2 separate regions of the Sus scrofa genome follow, and region 1 is linked to region 2. Evidence: chromatin contacts called from public HiChIP or PLAC-seq data. All regions are on one chromosome and are shown on one strand. The core of a region is the stretch at or near the end of the contact, and the rest is flanking DNA. Distances in the headings are between cores, read along the strand shown.

Region 1 (5,498 bases), core at 1,311-3,810, 380 kb before region 2:
TGGAAAAAGATGAAAACTGTCCCCCATGTGCACCACTCAGGTAGGCTCTGGTGACACTGTGGAGCAGTCTGAGTGATGGGCAGATGGCCCACTGCAGGGGGCTGAGGACTGGCTGGAAGGGTGGCAAGGAGGTGGAAACACTTTCAAGGAGACTCTGGGGAGTTCCCGTCGTGGCGCAGTGGTTAACGAATCCGACTAGGAACCATGAGGTTGCGGGTTCAGTCCCTGCCCTTGCTCAGTGGGTTAATGATCTGGCATTGCTGTGAGCTGTGGTGTAGGTCGCAGATGCGGCTTAGATCCCAAGTTGCTGTGGCTCTGGCGTAGGCTGGCGGCTACAGCTCCAATTCGACCCCTAGCCTGGGAACCTCCATATGCCACAGGAGTGGCCCAAGAAATAGCTAAAAAAAAAAAAAAAAGGGAGACTCTGACAAGATGAGAGAGGTGGTGATCACAAGGGGTGAAGATCAGCAAGGGACATTTAAGAAGCGAGAGACGTCAGCATGTTCAGGGCTGTTGAGAAGGACGGAGCCAACCATGGAGGGCAGGCAACAAGCAGAAATGGTGGAGACCAGGGCTCAGGGATGCAGGGTCCAGAGGGAGAGCAGGGGTGACTGGAGCACACAGGGGAGGGGGCTGTGTTGGAGGAGAGGCACCCCTTCCTCAGAAATGGCAGACCCACAGGTGCGGGGCAGGTGTTGTGTGTCCGCAGGTGAAGGGGGAGGGAAATCACCTTCTAGTGAAGCGCCAGGGGTGGGGGTGCAGTGTGAGGGCACGGGGACGGGGACAGTGAGCAGAGTAGGTCTGGAGATTCCTGTGGACAGAGAGAAAGCTCGGCTAGGCAGCACTGAAGCCATGGGAACAGAGAGAAGGGGCCAGCCCTGAATGGGCACTTCCTGTGTGCCAGGCCTTTTAAACAGCTTTTCGCCTATGTCTCAAAAACAACTTGATGAAGGTGGAATGTCCACTTTACAGATGTGCACATGAAGACAAGGTGAAGTGTGCCCAGAGGTCCCAGCGGCAGCCGCCTGGAGTGCTGTCTGAGGCCAGAAGCTGCTCCTGGCGTCTCTGGAGGGGAGAAGGAAGTGTGAACAGTCCAGGCCGGGAGTGGACTATTGGAGATGGGGTGCAGAGCTGACCTAGAGTCAGGTGAAGGCGGGCCAGGAGTTCATCTCAGGAAGGTCACCCTGGGGAGTTTCAGGAGCACGGAATTGGAAATAGTGTTCATTTAGTTTACAGACTGTGCCTTGCAGGTAGGACTGTAACAGAATGAAGGTGGCTGGTTACTGAAGTACAGTTTGTCTCCAGGGTCTAAAGTATAGGATCCACAGGCATAGAGTAGCACTAAAGAGTGAGCTGGGGACATGGCACAGGACAAAGGAGTCTCCCCAGAAAAGCCAGGCAGAGCTTGGAGAGTGGCACACCCAGGGGAGCCAAAGGACCTCACATGTTACCCTCTTTCTCAATGGGACCAGCAGGAAAAAGCACATTTTATGGTGGAAACCAAAGAGAAGGAGAAATAATCCTGCAGAGAATGTTTCCTGCAGATGATTCTGCCAGAACAGAGCTTTAAGGGGTGTCCGGGGATGTTCTTTGTTGTGGGACCTGCACAATGCTGGGTGATAAATGTACAGCATTTGTTAGCAATCGCTTGTCTGCCTTAATTCAGCGTCTTAACGTTATTTTGCTTGTTGCTGGGAGTGATCGCTAATGAAAACCTGCTGCAAAGATCAACTCTGAATACATTTGAAGTGAGGCATCCAGGGCACAGTCTTAAGGATTTTCAGAAACCAACTCCCTCTTGGGACAATCATGGAAAATATGAACAAGAAAGATGGAGCGGAGCCTGCCCTCAGCCGCCGCAAACCCACCGTAGGGGCAATTCTCCATCCAGGTTTCCCACTTGCAAGGTGAGGCGACCCAAGGACGAAGCCCTACAGCTCCGCTTAAAGCCTCCGTGTTGTCTGTTTGCCTCTACAAGTTGCTCCGGCGCTCGGTGGTCACAGACGAAAGCTGACGGTGTAAGGAGCGACCCCCGCGGGGTCCTCGCGGTCTCGGACCGCAGGCCGGCTCCACGTGGTCAGCACAGGTTAGAGGGTGCCAGGCAGCTCCTGAGCGCAAGCTCTGGGTCTGGCACTAGCGCCTGCAGCAGTCGGTTCCTGCCCACGCGGGAGCACGAGAGCAGCAGCTGTTCCGGGGGTCTGCTTAGGGAACATTCCTGGCTCATCCATACTCTCCGCGGGGAGCGCGGGCCCGGGGCGCTGCTGCGGCTCCTAGCCCCGCCCTTCTTCCGCCACGCAAGCCCGCGGCTTTCCGCAGGAGGGACCGAGCGCCCTCCAGGGTTCCTGGAGCAGTCGGGGCGGGGCCTGGGGTTGTTGGGGCGGGGCTCATCGCTGGCAGGGCAGGGAGAGCGACGCAGGCGGAAAGGAGCGGGGCACCAGCGGCGCGGGGCGGGGCCGGGCTCGGCGGAGGCGGGGTGAGGGGCGGGGCTGGGCGTCGCTACCCGCTGGGCGCAGCTCCAGGTCGGGTTCCCGCCTGTGCCCCGCCCCCCACAACGGGCCCGCAAGGCTGCGGGCAGGCGCGGCCCAGCCGCTGAGCAGCAGGAGGTGCGAGGCGATCGCGCAGCCTGGCGTCCGGGCGGGGGGCGCCGGCGGGCCCAGAGGCCGCTATGAAGCCAAGCGGCGAGGATAGGGCGGCGAGGGCCGGGGGCCCGTGGGAGGAGTGCTTCGAAGCGGCGGTGCAGCTCGCGCTGCGGGCAGGACAGGTGAGCGCGGCCCGGAGCGCACGGCGGGCGCGCTCGGACTTGGGGCAGAGTGGGCGCGGGGTGTGGGCGGTGGTTCTGAGACCCCGCGGGCCGGCGGGTCCGGCCACGCTGGGCCAGGCGACCGGGACTGCCAACCGCAGAGGGGCTCTGCACCTCTTCCTTACACCTGTGCACCTGCCGCCCCTGCACGGGCTCCCTGGGTCCCGCGGGTCGGAGACGCGGGCCGGGATCTGCGCGCAGAACTGCCGGGGAGGGTCAGGGCGCTGGAACTGCCTTGGAATTGATCCATTGGGCAGAACGTGGTGCGGTTGCCCTAGGTTAGAACTCCGCCGTGTGGAGGTCGAGCGGACGGCCTCTCCTCGCGCATCCGGAGTCTAGAGGGTTCCTCTCGGTATTTGGAGGAACTGCTACCCACACCGGAAGGGTGAAGGTCGAGCAGCGGAGCTGAAGAAACCTTCGTAGAGCAACCCCTCTCCTCTCACTTTAGTGTGTGTTCTGTTCCCTCATTTCCCTGGTGCCCGACACCTGAGGGGTCCTTAGGCCACGTGCGGCGGCGAATAGGGGTTTGGGCTCTCCGGGACTGTCCCGCGCGGGGTGGGGCGGGGGGAGGCCGGGCGGAGAAACGTCCTCCTCCCGCCTCGCGCGCGCGTAAAGGCGCACGGCTTCGTTCTGGCGATCCCAAGAGGGGGTGGACAGGAGTAGGAGGAGCCCTGCCCGCAGAAGGACTTACTGTTCCCAAATGGTAATTTCTTTTCAGTCTGAAAGTTCTGCACAGGTTGAAAACAGGTTGTCACCCGTCCTGCGTTTGAAGTGAGCCCTCACGTGTGCAGTGATGGTGTGGTTCTTGGAGTGACTCCTCTAATCCCCTAAACGTTAACCTTCAACCCTAGTGGACATCTTCTGTGTGGGAGCCCCCCCCCCCCACCGCCTCAGCCCAGAAGGAAAACACTCCTTAAAGGGGCGCTGGGAGGCTTGATCCTTGGGAAAAGGAGGACCTCAACCTTACCTGCTACTTGGATGAAGCTTGTAACTGCAGGACAAGCGTTCTTCCTGGAAAGCAGCGCCACTGGCCGCAGAGCATACTTGCTTCCCCTCCCTGAGCCCCCCACTTCCTCTCCAGAGTAAACGTATCAGGATATTTGGTAACTTTTAAGTTCCACCATAAGCCTTTTCTTCTTTCAGTCTTTGAGAAGCCAGTTTAGGATTCAGACATCACTGTGTAAACCCTTGTGAGTTATGGGTTTCTGTGGTTTTTCAAATTTAGATCCTTGAGGAAACAGAGAGTTTTTGAAACATTTTTTATACAAATTTCCCAACGCTTACATAGACCTTGCAGTGTGGCGGGCACCATTCTAAAGGTCTTAGGAATTTTAACTCAGATAGCTTCTGCTTTTGCAACTTGCTGAGGACAGAAAAGGCTGTTTCTGAGAGTAGGGGAAGGGTACAGTAAGGATTCTGACATCAGGAGTCTGGTCAGGGGGCCCAGGACTCTGGGCTCCCTCTTGGGCAGTATGCTGATGCTGCCTGTCTGCTGGCTGCACAGTGGCCCGGAGAGTGGCCAAATGGTCAGTGGCTGAGACAAACAGAAGCCACAGGTCATCCTAACCTGTGTAAAGAGGGACAGATTGTCTTCACCATGTTCTGGCAGTAATAGGGTGCTGATTGGACAAGACCTGGCCTGGAGGGAGCCAAGGGGCTGATCCTTTGGTGCCTCCCTCAGCCCGGGGGAGGGGGGCGAGGGGGTGGATGCAGGTGCCATAGCCTTGTGGCCAGACACGCCCACCCCTGGTTTCTGCTGTTTTATTGTTTGCTGCTCTCAGCTGCTCCAGAGTCTGGGTTCTGCACACTCAGAGGTACAGGGAGCAGAGGGAGGGCCCTCTGACTTTCAGACTCTGGTTCTGTTAAGGGTGGCCCTAGATGATTTGCTGTCACCTCCCAGCTGCCCCATCCTGAGAGGCCTCCCTGCCCCAAGTGCCGCCCTCTCCAGGAAGGCCTCCATCACCCATTTCTGTGGTGCCTCTGGGAGGCATCACTTCCAGTCCCAGCAACCCACCACTTCAGTAGCCCTTCCCTGGCTCTTGAGCCAGCCCCACCCCATCACCACCACAAATACAAAGAGCAATATTCATCAAAATGGGTATTTATCATCTTTATGTGATGGGTGAACAAACTATCTTAGCAAATTATGCTGTTTAAGTTGCCCTGCGTATGATCCAGGCCTTGTTGAGCCTGAAGTTTAGACAATTTAGGGGCCCTTTTTAAGAAAAAAATACAAAATTACAAATTCAAAATTAGAGGTAAAAATGGTTTATTCAGGATAAGAAAGATCACAACAGTATACATTTTAAGATGCCAACAACTATAAAAAAATACATAAAAATAATTTTTAACTGCTTCTCAATCTTCTGTAATACTTTTTCCACATTTTTTGTCTTCATAGCCTTTGCATCTTTGAATGATAATGATTTTGTCATACTTTCTACAGAGACTAGAAAGATAAATTCAGGCTTTCCTGTAGCATGGCTAATTGAAATTAATTACTGATAGCTTTAAAAAGTTTAGGCTTTCAAACTTGTTGTTGATAGGATCATGTAAATTTTCAGATCACCATCGATTTTAGAATCTCGTCGGTTTTGTTCTGTATATTACTTGTAAGGTGGGGAAGAATTTTCTGGTGTGCTGTAAAGGCGATGCACTGGGGGTTGCCCGGGGGGTTGGGGGGAGGCAGGGGCTCCAA
Region 2 (5,809 bases), core at 1,543-4,042:
GCACCACAGTGAGAATTCTAAAAATAAAATTTAACAAGGGTGTACAGTACCAAGTTATACAGGATTTTTAAGAATCAAGATTAAATGTTCAGAAGACACTGTGCTCCCCACAGCCACGCAACTACTCTTAATACTAGGAGGAAATAAACTAATATAAACAATATTTTAGTATGAACTTCCCAGATTTTTACTCAATCGGCCTTAAAATGCTCAAGATCATACATATCAGCAACACAGACTGGGCTCTCCCCAAAACCAGCAGCAAAGGTCACCAGCAGAACTAAGAAGGAAGAGAATGGATTACAAATCCACTATTGCTGCTGTAGGAAACAACTCTGCCATTCTCTCCAGAAAGAGTGTGTTACACTGAGGTCAACATGGTATCATACATAGTAATGATGTAAAAAAAGAATACATTTCAACATGAGGTTATGATTTTTTTAAAAAACTACCAGCAGAATCCAGCAGTCTTTGATAATTAAACTACTAATAGTTCACAAACATAGCTTAAACTATACTCTCTTGGGATTAAGCTCAAGGACAATGTAAATTCGGAATTGTTCCTTTTGGAAATCACCACTACCAATGCCACTTGTTTTTGTTTTGTTTTGTTTTGTTTGCTTTTTAGGGCCGCACCTGCAGCATATGGAAGTTCCCAGGCTATGGGTCGAATTGGAGCTGCAGCTGCTGGCCTACGCCACAGCCACAATACCACCAGATCCGAGCCACATCTGCAACCTATACCACAGCTCATGGCAACGCCAGATCCTTAACCCACTGAGCGAGGCCAGCGATCGAACCTGGGTCCTCAAGGATACTAGTCAGATTCGGATTTGTTTCAGCTGAGCCAGAACAGGAACTCCCCCAATGCTACTTCTAAAACCAGGCTGCACACAACCATTTTTCCCTTTGAAGACATGGCTTTGCTATATTTTACAAAAGCATCTTTTCATGTCATGTTAATAAACTGTAAATAAACTGCAATTATAAATATTTCCCACTAACATTAAGTCCAAGTTTAAAAGCAACAGACATCAAATAGACTAAAAAATTGTCTTAAATAATTTCAAAAGAATCCTAAAAAGACTAGCTTTAAATAAATAAAAATTCTAAAAATCTGTTTATCTGACACCAAAAATAAATAACTACTCTGTTGGAACTGAAAAAATTGATAACATAATCTTGACTGTTCTCTACCCCGATCAATTTAATGAGGATTTTCATTAGATGTCACATTATTAATTCTGAAGCACATCTTTCACCTTAAACATTTTGACACTTCCATCAACTTCCTAAAAGTGAGGGTGGATTTTTTTTCCTGTTTTTAATAGATTTGTCTCTCGAAAGACTGAATTAGATAAAAACTGATAGGAGAAACCTATTATCCACCTCTTTTTCATCCACAGAAATTTGGGTAAGCCCTAGCTATATGCTGACGGGTAGGTAATAGTCTTCCAGAATTTACATCAGAAAATGACCTAAGTAAAATCCACTGTACCTATTTATCTGACAACCTGTCAACTTTTTAACCTCACAAGCCTGTTTTCCATCACAACAAATTGTAAGGTGCACGGAAACCATATTATTTCTTTATTTTTATCATAATTCAGTCGCTTCCTCCATTTCTCCCAAAATAGCTTTCTCTCCTCAGGGCTCAATTGTCTGCATTTTCAACTGAGAGAACCTGGTGTGCAGTGGTTTAAAGTACTACCAGCCTCTCGCTGGATGAGCGCAGCCTCGGGACAGCCGGCCCGGCCAGGTCTCTGGAAGCCGGCAGCGCCCAGCGCGTCCCACCCGGGCTCGGCCCCGAGCACCACCCGCGCGTTCACACGGCCCAGAGCTTTCCGCCTGCGACCCCACGCCTCCCCGCCGGCCGTGGGCAGGGGCGCTGGACAGGCCGCGCACTGACCCTGGAGCCCACACGGCTCCCGGGGCCACCGCCCACGCTCCCACCGCCCGAGCTCCAACACCTCCGTGAGGGTGAGGGGCACGGCGCGGAAGGACGGGGGGCGGCGGCCCCGGGAGCTGCAAGGGAAGGGCCCGGGGCCTCGGCAAGGATCCTCCTGCGAGACATGAAGGGAGAGTGGACCGGGGCGGAAGCGCCGGGGGCCAGGATGGGGATCGTCCGTGGTGCTGCTGGAGATGGGGGTCGCGGTGGGGGAGGGTCCGCGGCGGGAGAAGGGATAGCGGGGCGGGCGGAGGCTCACCCGAGGCGGGGGCCGGCTCTCCCGCATCGCCGGCGGCAGGCTCCAGGGTGACGGCGCCGTCCCTCCACACGCGGATCTGCGCTGCCGAGCGCACCCGGCGGCGGGGCTGGCGGCGGCCAGCGTCCGAGGCGCGCAGAGAGCCGCAGCATTGGTAGCACACGGCCCACGCCTGCTCCTCGTTGATGGGCTGGTTATAGAGCCGCAGGATCTCCTCCAGGCTCAGCGCGGCCGGCGGACCCGCGGCCTCCCCGGGGTCCGGAGGCCCCTCGCCGCCCTCCCGACCGGCCGGCTGAGCCATCCCGCGGGTCGCGCCGCGCTCGCAACGCCGCGTCGCCTCAGCTGCGGAGCATCGTCTTTGCGCGCCGCCGCCGCCTCATCCCCGGAACCCCGCCCAGCGGGCCAGGCGCGCCGCTGCGGGTAGAGGGCGGGGACGGGGCGGGACCGGGGCCGCCACCAGGAAGGGGACGGGCCAGGGACTGAGCCGGGGAGCTGGGTGAGAAACCAGACGGAGAACCTGGGCTGGTCAGGGGGCCTGACAGGACCGCCACCAGCAAGTAGCAGAGCAATGGCGTCCGCGGCCCCGCCCCCAAAGCCCCGCCCGGGGCTAGCCCCGCCCCCTGGTCTCGCCCCCCGGGTAGGTCCCTCTTCCTAGCTCCGCCCCATAGTTAACCCCGCCCCTTAGTCGGCCCCGCCCCAAAGTCCCGCCCCAGGGATTCGCTCCTCCCCGTCCCGCAAAGGCTCCCGCCGAGTGCCAGCTCCTGGGCGCTGGTCCAACCACCGCACCCTCTCTCTTTCGGGCCAACCCTCACAGTGCCCTTGCTCCTCCCGGTACCCGCGCCCTGCTCTGCTCTGTCGGGTACTATCTCCATCAAGGCACCAGACAATTGGCTTGGATAACCTCCCTATCCACTCCCAACTTCACCCTAAGCCCCAAGAGGACTGGATCTTTAATGGGTTTTACTCACCAGCTTTTTCCAAGAGCGCATATCAGGGCCTGAGGTACAAACTTGTTGCAAATTATCTGCCGATGGTAACATTCTACTCTGAGATTAGTGCCGAGTGAGAACCTTGAGTTGGAAGCATCAACCAAGCAAGGAAAGAACCTATAGTAAGTACCAGTAAGCCTTTTAAGGCAGTTATTAGATATGGCACTCTCGACATTTTTTTTTTTTTCTTTTTAGGGCTACACCTGTGGCAAATGGAAGTTCCTGATCTAGGGGTTGAATCCATGCTGCAGCTGCCAACCACAGACACAGCATCCCAGGATCTGAGCCTCTTTTGCAACCTACACCACAACTCACCACAAAGTGGGATCCTTAAACCACTGAACGAGGCCAGGGATCGAACCCATATCCTCGTGGATACTGGTAGGGTTCACTGTTGCCGAGCCATACCGGGAACTCCCAACAATTGCATCTTTTAGTAGAAATTACTGCAGTCTATTATTAATGACCAAGATACCACAGTACATGTAGCAGAATTAGGGAGAAGAGAAGAAAACAGGAGAGAATATAAAAGGAAGAAACTGAGTGAGTTCCTGCTATGGTGCAGTGGGGTAAGAGTCCTACTGCAGTTCAGAGATGCAGGTTTACCACTGCAGTGCATTAAAGGATCCGGCATTGCCATAGCTGCAGCTTCAATCCAATCCCTGGCAGGGGAATTTTCATGTGCAGTGAGTGTGGCCAAAAAAAGAAAGAAATTGAAAGACGAGAGGAAAAAAAATTCTCCTTAGGCACTCAAGTATAATATCATTACAAGAGAGAAAAACAATTATTTAACATCACTTAATCATGGGTTTATAATCCTTTTTATAAAAATGAAATATGTGTGCCACAGCCCTGAGTAGAAAACAACCAATTCCTTACATGATATTGGTAGGATGTATATATATGCCTCTTGATTTAGAAACACAGAAATTAGGGAGTTCCTGTTGTGGCACAGTGAAAACAAATCTGACTAAGGACCATGAGGTTTCAGGTTTGATCCCTGGCCTCGCTCAGTGGGTTATGGTTCCGGAGTTGCCGTAAGCTGTGGTGTAAGTCACAGATGCAGCTCGGATCTGGCGTTGTTGTGGCTGTGGTATAGGCCGGCAGCTACAGCTCTGATTCGCCCCCTAGCCTGGGAACCTCCATATGCCATGAGCATGGCCCTAAAAATACAAAAACTACAGGAAGTATAAAGTCTAGGAGTTCCCATTGTCACTCAGCAGGTTAAGAACTGGACATAGTGTCTGTGAAGATTTGGGTTTGATCCCTGGCCTCACTCAGTGAGTTAAGGATCCAGCGTGGCTGCTAGCTGCAGTGTAGGCTGCAGACGAAGCTCAGATCCAGTGCTGCCATGGCTGTGGTGTAAGACCACAGCTGCAGCTCCTATTCAACCCCTAGTCCAAAACTGCCATGTGCTGCAGGTGCAGCAGTAAAAAGAAAAAAAAAAAAAAACTCTAAGAAAAAAAACGTAGAAATACCCCCACAGAAACAATTCCTAAGTGTTGCTATATTAAAAGTTTAGACCATGTGTGAATTTTGAAAAATAGAGAGGGCTTAAAAATACTAGATTGAACAGAGCAGAAAACCAGCAGAATGGTCTACGTTTCTAGACAACACCACCATCTTCTGGCCTTATGGGATATTGCTGCAGCATTGCACTTGGACAACTACAGCCGAAAGTCAGTAATATTTTTGTCCTTACCTCATTCCCCTCAAAGCAAGTAAATGATCTAATCAGCTGAACAATACATGAGCCAGACTGTTGCTACTCCAGCAGGCATAGGTCAATAAGTAAACCTCAAGTAAAGGTAACAATGACAGGAAAAAATCCTAGCTATCTTCTATTACAAACCTAGTCATTGTATAACCTGTACCTGATGCTTTTTTATACAAAGACAGTATAACTGCTATTTTTTTTTTTTACCTTTTTTTCTTTTTTGGCCGCCAGAGGGCATATGGAGTTCCCAGGCCTGAGCCGCAGTTGCAACCTACCCTGAAGCTGCAGCAATGCTGGGTTCTTTAACCCACTATGCTGGTCTGGGTATCGAACCTGTGTCCTGGTGCTGCAGAGACACCATCGATCCCATTGCACCACAGTGGGAAGTCCTGTACTATTTTTTAATATGATTTCCAGAACCCTTTGCAATTTGGATAAGCCCCACCGTCCATCATCTCCAGGGCTCTTAGAAAGTGACTGATGACAATGATGCAAAGGCTCTCAGATGCTGACATACTCTCGGCAGGTCTAAGCCACGATGGGATAACCTGGGACCTTCCCACTTTCCCATCTTCAACTCAAATTCCAAGATTCAAATGCCTTTATGTACAGTATACTTTGTTCCAATTTCTGTCATTGTTTTTATTCTGTAGATTCACCATTTCTAAAAAATTTCTCTGTATAGTTAAAATGTCTGAAAAACTCAAATCAACATTTATACGCCTTTTTCTTTTCTTTTTTTTTTTTTTAGGGCCACATCCGTGGCATATAGACGTTCCCAGGTTAGGGGTCAAATCAGAGCTATCACACCTGCCTACACCACAGCCACAGCAACATCAGATCCAAACCTCATCTGAGACCTACACCACAGCTCACGGCAATGTTGGATCCTTAACCCA

The links. HiChIP or PLAC-seq counts read pairs in DNA pulled down with a chosen protein or histone mark.
Region 1: a contact with region 2 is called in an H3K27ac HiChIP or PLAC-seq map of alveolar macrophages. The contact joins the promoter of IMPA2 here to the promoter of SPIRE1 in region 2. A contact is called at or near these places in 1 of 5 promoter capture datasets (liver), 2 of 47 Hi-C or Micro-C datasets (embryonic fibroblasts and heart right ventricle) and 1 of 2 datasets of contacts at active chromatin or transcription factors (alveolar macrophages).

The regions. Positions count from the first base shown.
Region 1 is chr6:97,306,791-97,312,288 of Sscrofa11.1, reverse strand. IMPA2 (inositol monophosphatase 2) reads left to right here and starts at 2,560. Exons shown (of 8, transcript XM_021096044.1): 1 at 2,560-2,761. The coding sequence starts at 2,666.
Region 2 is chr6:96,931,006-96,936,814 of Sscrofa11.1, reverse strand. It overlaps SPIRE1 (protein spire homolog 1), which reads right to left and starts at 2,792. Exons shown (of 18, transcript XM_021096025.1): 1 at 2,208-2,792. The coding sequence starts at 2,505.